Regions from separate parts of the Danio rerio genome. Here region 2 is linked to region 1. A link is a contact called in public HiChIP or PLAC-seq data. All regions are on one chromosome and are shown on one strand. Each heading gives the region's core, a stretch centred on a gene start, on an enhancer-like site or on the middle of the called end of the contact. The rest is flanking DNA. Distances are from core to core; before and after follow the strand shown. Region 1 holds the start of phf23b (PHD finger protein 23b). Region 2 holds the start of ext2 (exostosin glycosyltransferase 2).

Region 1 (3,822 bases), core at 960-3,459:
CGATATCAAGTTAAGACCGATTAATGAATCATAATAGGTAATAACGTGCTAATCACAGCACTACACACTTTCGTTACCGTTGTATTGACAAATAAAGTGAGCGTGACTGAATACTGGTCGACTGTAAGTGCACGACCTAGTAGGTCTATCAGTGAAAAGCAAATACTCACCACAACAGTAAGGTCCTGAGATGATTTTGGGTCCTTCTCGGACATTTCTTCTTTTTAGAAAAAAAAATGAGGAGCTGATAAATGCCTGTGTGGTCAGGAGCCTTGTCGAGGCAGTACTGTACTGTACTGTATAATGATGATGATGTATTGAAGGTGGAAACCGCCGTTGAAGCAGGAGCTGATTTCGTTGTTAGGGGTTTGGTCAGTGAAATAAAGTTAATGGAGCGTCTTTAGTATTTTCTGTTGTGTTCGTGTTCTTGTCCTACAGGGGGCGCTCGATGGCCCAGAAACAGTGGAACGTATTATGTAACCTAGGGCTGCACAATAGGCCTATATCGTTTCAGCACCTGTAGACAAACTATTGAAAGGGGTAGTTTTTTCTGTCAAAAGTAGACTTTTTTGCAGTTCTATGCCTCTTTTTCTATTAAACAATGAGGTTAAAATGCTGCATTTTAGTGATATTTTAAGAACTAAGCATTGCTGGATTAGCTTGTTGGATTGTGACCGCAGATTTTGATGTACCAAAATATTTCCTACGATTTTGTCAAAGTGCTTACAATACTATTTGACTTTGTAGTGAATATTTACAAATGTGCATTTAAGTTATTATATATAATTACAGTTTTATAAATAATGTTGAGATTAGCATACAATTTTTTATGAAGAAATATGAACATTTATTATAATCAATTTATCATCAATCAAAAGAAAAAAACAATTAAGAAACTTTGAATAATTAAACATTAAATTTGTTTTAAAGCCTTTTTCTATTGGTTATTTTCACAATTTTTAATGGCAAAGTAGTCAAAAATGAGACATTTGAGCTCAGGAAGGGGCCAAATTCTGGACTTTATCAGCCACCTCTGGCTACGGGCCTGAGCATCCATATCGCAATAGAATAATTCCCAATAGCTACATTTCAATTATATGCTATGTTGAGTATATAAAAAAGAAGACTATGTAGTATTTTTTTTACATTTGATAATTCAATTACTGTATACCTGAATACAGTTCGACTTCTCAGAAAACAATAAAATGGTTAATAAAATAAATAAATAAGATATGTTTAATTTTTATATTTTTCTTTATTGAATTTATGCTTGTGGATTGTTTATTATATATTATATTTAATGCACTCCCCTACATCATCCTAATCAATCTAAAATGATAAAATCTTTTCAAATAGTTACTCCACTCAACTTCGTGAAATTGTATTCATATCGCAATGATTATCGCAGAATAAAAAAATATTTAAGATTTTTAAATATCACGCAGTACTAATGTAACTGTATAACTATTTATTAGTCCAAAAATAGGAAATGAAGCCTATGTTTTAGTTCAGTAATGTATTTGGATTTATATATTTTTTTTGCGTTTGAAAAATAATCAAAATACTATTTTCAGAAAAATCAAAGCCACGAATCTAAACAAGTTGTGTTTTTCATTTGAGGCTGACGACTCAAAAAGCTTTTGTTTAAGTCTAGTTTTGGCACAGTGCCAGACATTTTCATTAGATTAAATTAATAATAAGATATTTATGTGTTCGGTTTGTCTAATATATTATATTCTTTACATTTTAACTACTTATATTCTAAATATGGTGGATTTTGTGAGCCTTCTAGCGCCCACTTTCGAGTATTATCAGGTAGTACCGCTACTCGTCTTTTTTTATTCTATTTGACTTGGGTTTAATGATAAAACACGTTAAACGTCATTGGCAACCGAAATGACCAGTCTGGGGTAGCCCGGTCCACTGACTAAAATGTTCGAGGATATGCATATAATGATTTTGGTATTTATAAATGGATTTAAATTAATTTAAACATATGGGGTACGCAAGGAGAAAATAAAAACCTTACGAGTAGGAACAGATAAACTCAACTTCCCGTGAGCACAACAGACCTACGACTGGCGCAATGAATCATGGTTATTGAAGTTTGCTTGTCGATGTATTCAGCAGTTAAAGTCATTGTTTGAACTACATGTCCCATTGACTATTGGAAAGCAAATTTTTACATCGCAGCGGCAATTTCACCGCAAGGGGTTTCTGGAGTCAGTTGACATCGTCGACTTTAGTGAGGCGCGCCGGAGGCGACACGCAGACGTAATTACTTTGGTGTTTTCACCACTTTCGTCGAAAAAGGATAACAACGCCAACATAGAGTCTACATTACCATCATTCGCTGCAAAATCATGTTGGATCCCTGGTTTTATCGTTGGTTCTTTTTTGCTTGGTGGTCCGTTAGGTAATTGAACTGCCAGCTGGATTATTTTGCAACACTGCTTGCTGGCCAAAATTAAGTTAATTGATCTTTCCAGGGACTCGAGATACAGCGATATTCCATCGGATCTGTTTGTAAAATCGTCGTTTAAGTGACTCCGATGCCCAGCTAATAGACTGTAGCTGGACAGCCGGGGCTTGCTGCGCCCAAGCCGGGCGAAGAGATTGACGCTGCTCGGTGTCATCCAACTGAAGAGGATCGAGTTTAAGGCGACAATGCTTGAAATAATGTCCGAGCACCAAGGTAAGGCAACTCATAGATTTTTAAATATTCAAACTTTAACACTGTTAAGGTAGGCAACACCCATCACGTCCAGTTTTAGCAGAGTCAGCTAGCCTGTTAACTTAACGTTAGAAGCTTTACGCTGCAGTAACTTTGCATACTTCTTACTTTAGCAGGCTGATTTTTCTGATAAACCCAATTCAATTTCAATCGCTTTGTGATGTTTGTTAGTGGTGATGAAGGTTTTTCTGCACTGACGAGCTGCTTCGTAAAAGGATTAGCCGAGTTGCTATCTTGTCCAATGGAGATAAATTACCCAAGTTGTTTTTAACCTTTCGTTAAGCTGTAACTCATAAATGATAAAGAAAATCCCCCCTGATATCCAACCTCTGCTTTCTGTTCAAATGATTTAATGGGCACGTTTACAAAACCGCAGTTACGCAGCGTTGCGCATTTTCTCTTTGCTAAGTAAACCAGCTCTATTTTCAGTTAGTTGCACTAATGATCGTTTTAATCGAGTGCCAGTTTCATAGTCGTATTAATACACGATTAGAATGTTCCAATGACATTTACAATGCCATTAAAGACATAATGCTGTCTTCAAATACAGGTCGCTGCTTAGCATAGTAGCATTTCGCCGCCTGACTGTAACTCTTTTGTTTTGCCGCGGTTAATGTCTTGTCGTCGGTGTCGCTAATGTTAATTGCATTGATTTAGTCGTTTTTAAAATATTAAATCGGCTATATCTGCTTTAGAAGACTTCCTAATCCAGCCAAGTTGTCTTGTGGTGCTTCGACGCCGTGAATAGGGCTTAAGTCACATGCTGCTGCGTCCTCTCGCATTCACCACAGCTTTAGCTTAGTGTTTTTGCTTCTAAATTTGTTTAGTTTTCCCCACAACTAAAGTCTCTCAAACCGTGTGGTTGTTGGGATGTAAAATGGTGTCCTGCGCACTAGAATTTTACGCCTCAATCAACAGGGTGTCGCGAGGAACAGCAAAGTTACGTTAGCGAATTAGCTTGCCGCCGAAACTCGCATTTACTAGGTTTGTACAACAAAAGCTGCACGAACTGTCTCCAGGTGTGTTTTTGGTTAAAGTAGTTGTTTAGCAACGAATTAACTGTATTCTTTGCTTATCTTTTTCATTGC
Region 2 (3,880 bases), core at 23-2,522, 200 kb before region 1:
AAAAAGATACAGTTGAAATAAAGTGTTTTATCACTTTACGAGTCTGACAGTATTCAAGTACAGTGACTGAAAGATAAAATTAAAAATAATTCAATAAAATTAATCATAGTTAAGGTCACAAATGGTACAAGTTCTTATACCTTAATGCTTTTAAAAATCATAATACAATCACGGTAATCAAAAACACAAGCAAATGATAAATTATTATACAAACTTAACATCACATATCCTGCGATCTCATTAAAGCGAATAATTACAATTGCAATATCAATGCGGAACCGATATATTGTGCAGCCCTAATTGATCCCAAATTAAAAGAATACAATAGTAATTCATTGTGTATTTTCAAGTTATTCCTACCTGAAAGTACTTGAATTAATCTGCTCTAGTAATTCTCCGTTTTCTGTGAAAATACAATTATAGAATTCTAAACTTATCAACTAACTTTTTCTACAACTATATACTCTACTACAATATACCACAGTTTGCTGTATTAAAAATTTAAGTATACTACAGTATTTCTAGTTTATCAGTTGAGTAGTTAATACTGCAGTATGCAGTAGCATTCTTTAACAACGTGTTTTAAAAACTAAAATACATACAGTATAATACACGATTCTATAGTATGCTTCAAAAGCACTTTTGTATTTATTTACTATGAATTACTATAGGATTTATTCATGTGGGATTTCATCAGAATTTCTAGACTGATTACATGACGGACTATTCTAACGTTAACGTTAATTGTTCTTTAGATAACTGCAGAAACTATTCACAATGAAATTACATGACTGTTCGTTCAAAAACGAATTGTCAATCAAAGTTATCAACTAACTTTAAATCAATCAATCAATGTTATTATGTGTTAACGTTGCAAATATTCTATAGTAAGTTAATGGTCAACCTAACAGTTACGAATAATTCATTAATGCAATTTTTTGCTATTTACTTATGCCAAAATCCACTTATCTCTATATGGTTCATCTTTAGTAATAAAACCAGGCCGTATTTGACCATCCTAAACAAAATAAGTCCTTTCCTGAGTTGAATACAATTCCAAAACACACTCGCTAACGATAGCAGACAGGCTACGTTAGCCCTCATAAAAACATGAACTAACCTTCACGATGTCCAGCTTACGGCCTCAAACTTCAGCACGCCGCAAACATTATTTCATTTGTCGTTCCAGTATGGTGAATATTTAAGTTGAATGTTATTTATCATCCCACAACACATTCCTTACACTAAAAGGACAGCTGACAGGAAAGAAGAGATTTGTCTGTCCTTCGTGTATATTAACGCACGGATTTCTTGTCACTTGGGTTGCGTCGCGCCATCTGCTGTAGAGGAAGAACGAATGTAATCAATGACTGTGTCTTAAAACCTACAGAGCCACCTATATAGACAGCATGTTTGGTACGACAATACTTTGCTTCGCTGTCTAGATAGCTAGCTCGTTCGGTTATTTTACACACAACCACAAACAACAGCTATCATCTCACCGATTCAGCCACCATTTTTTCATACGGCGTAAATAACTTAAAAGTCTACTATTGTACATTATTTCGAATATTAGAGCAACCTTTTCTATAAGCCTAATGTTTTTAAGCAAGAAACAGGCATCTGGGTCCCGTTCTTCGACCGTGGTTTAACAAAGCCCGAATTAGTTCGCATAGCCCGGGTTGAGCTAGCTCGAGTCCGTACCTGAAATGGGGTTTCGGTCCACATCTCGGATTTAGGTTTCAGACTATTTACAAACAGACTGTTGTTTATTCTAACAAAAAGTCAAGATGAACATGGCTAAGCAGCGTGCTGCTTATTTCAGTGCTGCTGAATTGCAACTTTTAATGGAAGGATATGACGAAGTTAGACATTTAATAAAAACCAAAGGGAATACTATAGCGGCTGCAAGACTCCGTCAGGATGCGTGGCGAAAAATAGCCAGCAAACTAAATGCGTAAGTACAATTAATTTTTAATTACAACAATTCCGCTCCGCTGTTCTTCAATCCTACATTTTAATGGCAGATCCAATCCTTTGGGACCAAGACGAACGTGGCAGCAGGTGAAGACGAAATACAAGAACGTCGTTCAAAGTGGTTAGTCACTTTTTTGAGAGGTTTAAAATTGTTAAGATTAATCTACCTTGTTGTGGTTTAAGTTCCATAAACATTATAATGAGGGGAAATTTTAAAATTATATTGTAAAAATGTTAATTGTTAATCAGGAATTGCATATTCTGTTTCTTTTTCTCAGTAAGATATATTATGTACTTCATTATTGGCAGTACTTTATTTTACAGACCAGTTCCTCGTGTACATTAAATGTGCTACTTATTATTATAATTGCACTGGTTAATACCTAGATTCTCAGCATATCACAACGTACATCTCGTATGGCATGTGGATTAAAAACAAATGTTCATTATTCCTTAACTGCCCCACCAGGAAGAAAATAACATCCCAACACATCCCATAATTTCTAAAAATACCAGCCTCTATCTAAAATGTCAGTTTATGGTAAAAGTACCAGGAATTAATACATATAGTGTGAGAAATCTGAAAATTTGAAGTGTAAGACCATTTTATTTAAAAATATAATCAAAATAAAACAAATTGAATACTAAATCATAATTTCTTTTTTAGTATGCCTTTAAATATTTCAGATTCTCATAGGGGTATGCAAGAGGTACATACATTAGGAGCACATACAAAGAGAACAAAACAACAACAAAAAAAAGATGAAAAAACAAAAAAAACAACATCAATACTCTCAGGTGCACATGTTTGCATGTACAGTATGTGTGCGTGAGTGCATGTAAAGGTAAACAGGTGAACATGTCAGAGTACACACATAAGAGAAAGAGAAAATAAAAGATACATATCATAAAACAGCATGCATAACAGTCAATAAATGAAGCAAATAACTTAGAAATAAAACATAGATAGAAAGAGACCAATCAGTGGTGAGAGACAAGAAAGTAATGTAATGATAGTAATGTTAACAGTAAAAAGAAAAAAGGGCAACCGTAATAATAACACTGATAACTATTGTTTTTCTTTCTTTTTTTTTTGTACAATAAAACCAATGTGTAGTGCAACAGGATTATGTTTGTTTGATTTTTTTTATAAACCTACAATGCTGTAAAGTGCAAGCCATTATTTAGGACAGTCATTCTTTAAATGACACTCATTATTTAAAAGAGTCAAAACTTAGTCAACCATTTGGTAGAGATGGCAGTTACTTTAAAATTATTATCATCAACCTTTTCCTTGTTTTTCTGTGCAATCTTTTGTAGACCTTTAGCACCCTCTAGTGGGCCTCTTTTAATTTAATAAAAATTAAGAGCTTTAAATGTTTGTTTTTATTATTAACTCCATGAATACGTATAATTTAGCAAACAAGAGAAAGGCTGCATTGAAGAAGATGGGATTGGTCCAAACAAAAGAGGAGTACATAGATGAAGAGGAGCCACCAATAGAGAACAATGTAGACGGTCCTATCATAGAGAGCATAGTTGGTGGCTGCAGCTCTGATCCAGGAGATATGCCTGATATGCCTGGCTGCAGCAGTTATGTCAAAGGTATATGTGCACCACAACCTTCAGTTGTCTTCATTAATTGACCCTGCTGTAAATATACATCATTGACACAACCTCATTTCAGTGATTGAGCATGGAATTACCCTGATTCAACCACCGTTATCAGATGAAGAGCAGGACTCTGTGAGTTTGCTGCTGTTTAATTTTAAAATCATTGAATATTGCTGATTAGTAAATAAATAATATAATATTTAACACACAATACATGATAAATAACTAATGCTGTCTTTTTAAAGGAACCTGTGGAAGATGTAAAGACTTTATACAAGAAGTATCTCCA

Evidence for each region. HiChIP or PLAC-seq counts read pairs in DNA pulled down with a chosen protein or histone mark.
Region 2: a contact with region 1 is called in an H3K4me3 HiChIP or PLAC-seq map of gastrula embryo, with 2.2 times the contacts expected there. The contact joins the promoter of ext2 here to the promoter of phf23b in region 1. A contact is called at or near these places in 1 of 18 Hi-C or Micro-C datasets (an unstated tissue) and 2 of 4 datasets of contacts at active chromatin or transcription factors (embryo and gastrula embryo).

The regions. Positions count from the first base shown.
Region 1 is chr7:26,648,395-26,652,216 of GRCz12tu, reverse strand. phf23b (PHD finger protein 23b) reads left to right here and starts at 2,209. Exons shown (of 6, transcript NM_199844.1): 1 at 2,209-2,416; 2 at 2,490-2,695. The coding sequence starts at 2,668. It overlaps hsbp1a (heat shock factor binding protein 1a), which reads right to left and starts at 314. Exons shown (of 4, transcript NM_001172634.2): 1 at 171-314. The coding sequence starts at 215.
Region 2 is chr7:26,847,514-26,851,393 of GRCz12tu, reverse strand. It overlaps ext2 (exostosin glycosyltransferase 2), which reads right to left and starts at 1,272. Exons shown (of 15, transcript NM_001008400.2): 1 at 1,121-1,272. si:ch211-107p11.3 reads left to right here and starts at 1,482. Exons shown (of 5, transcript NM_001386565.1): 1 at 1,482-1,957; 2 at 2,028-2,098; 3 at 3,397-3,582; 4 at 3,665-3,723; 5 at 3,837-3,880. The coding sequence starts at 1,797.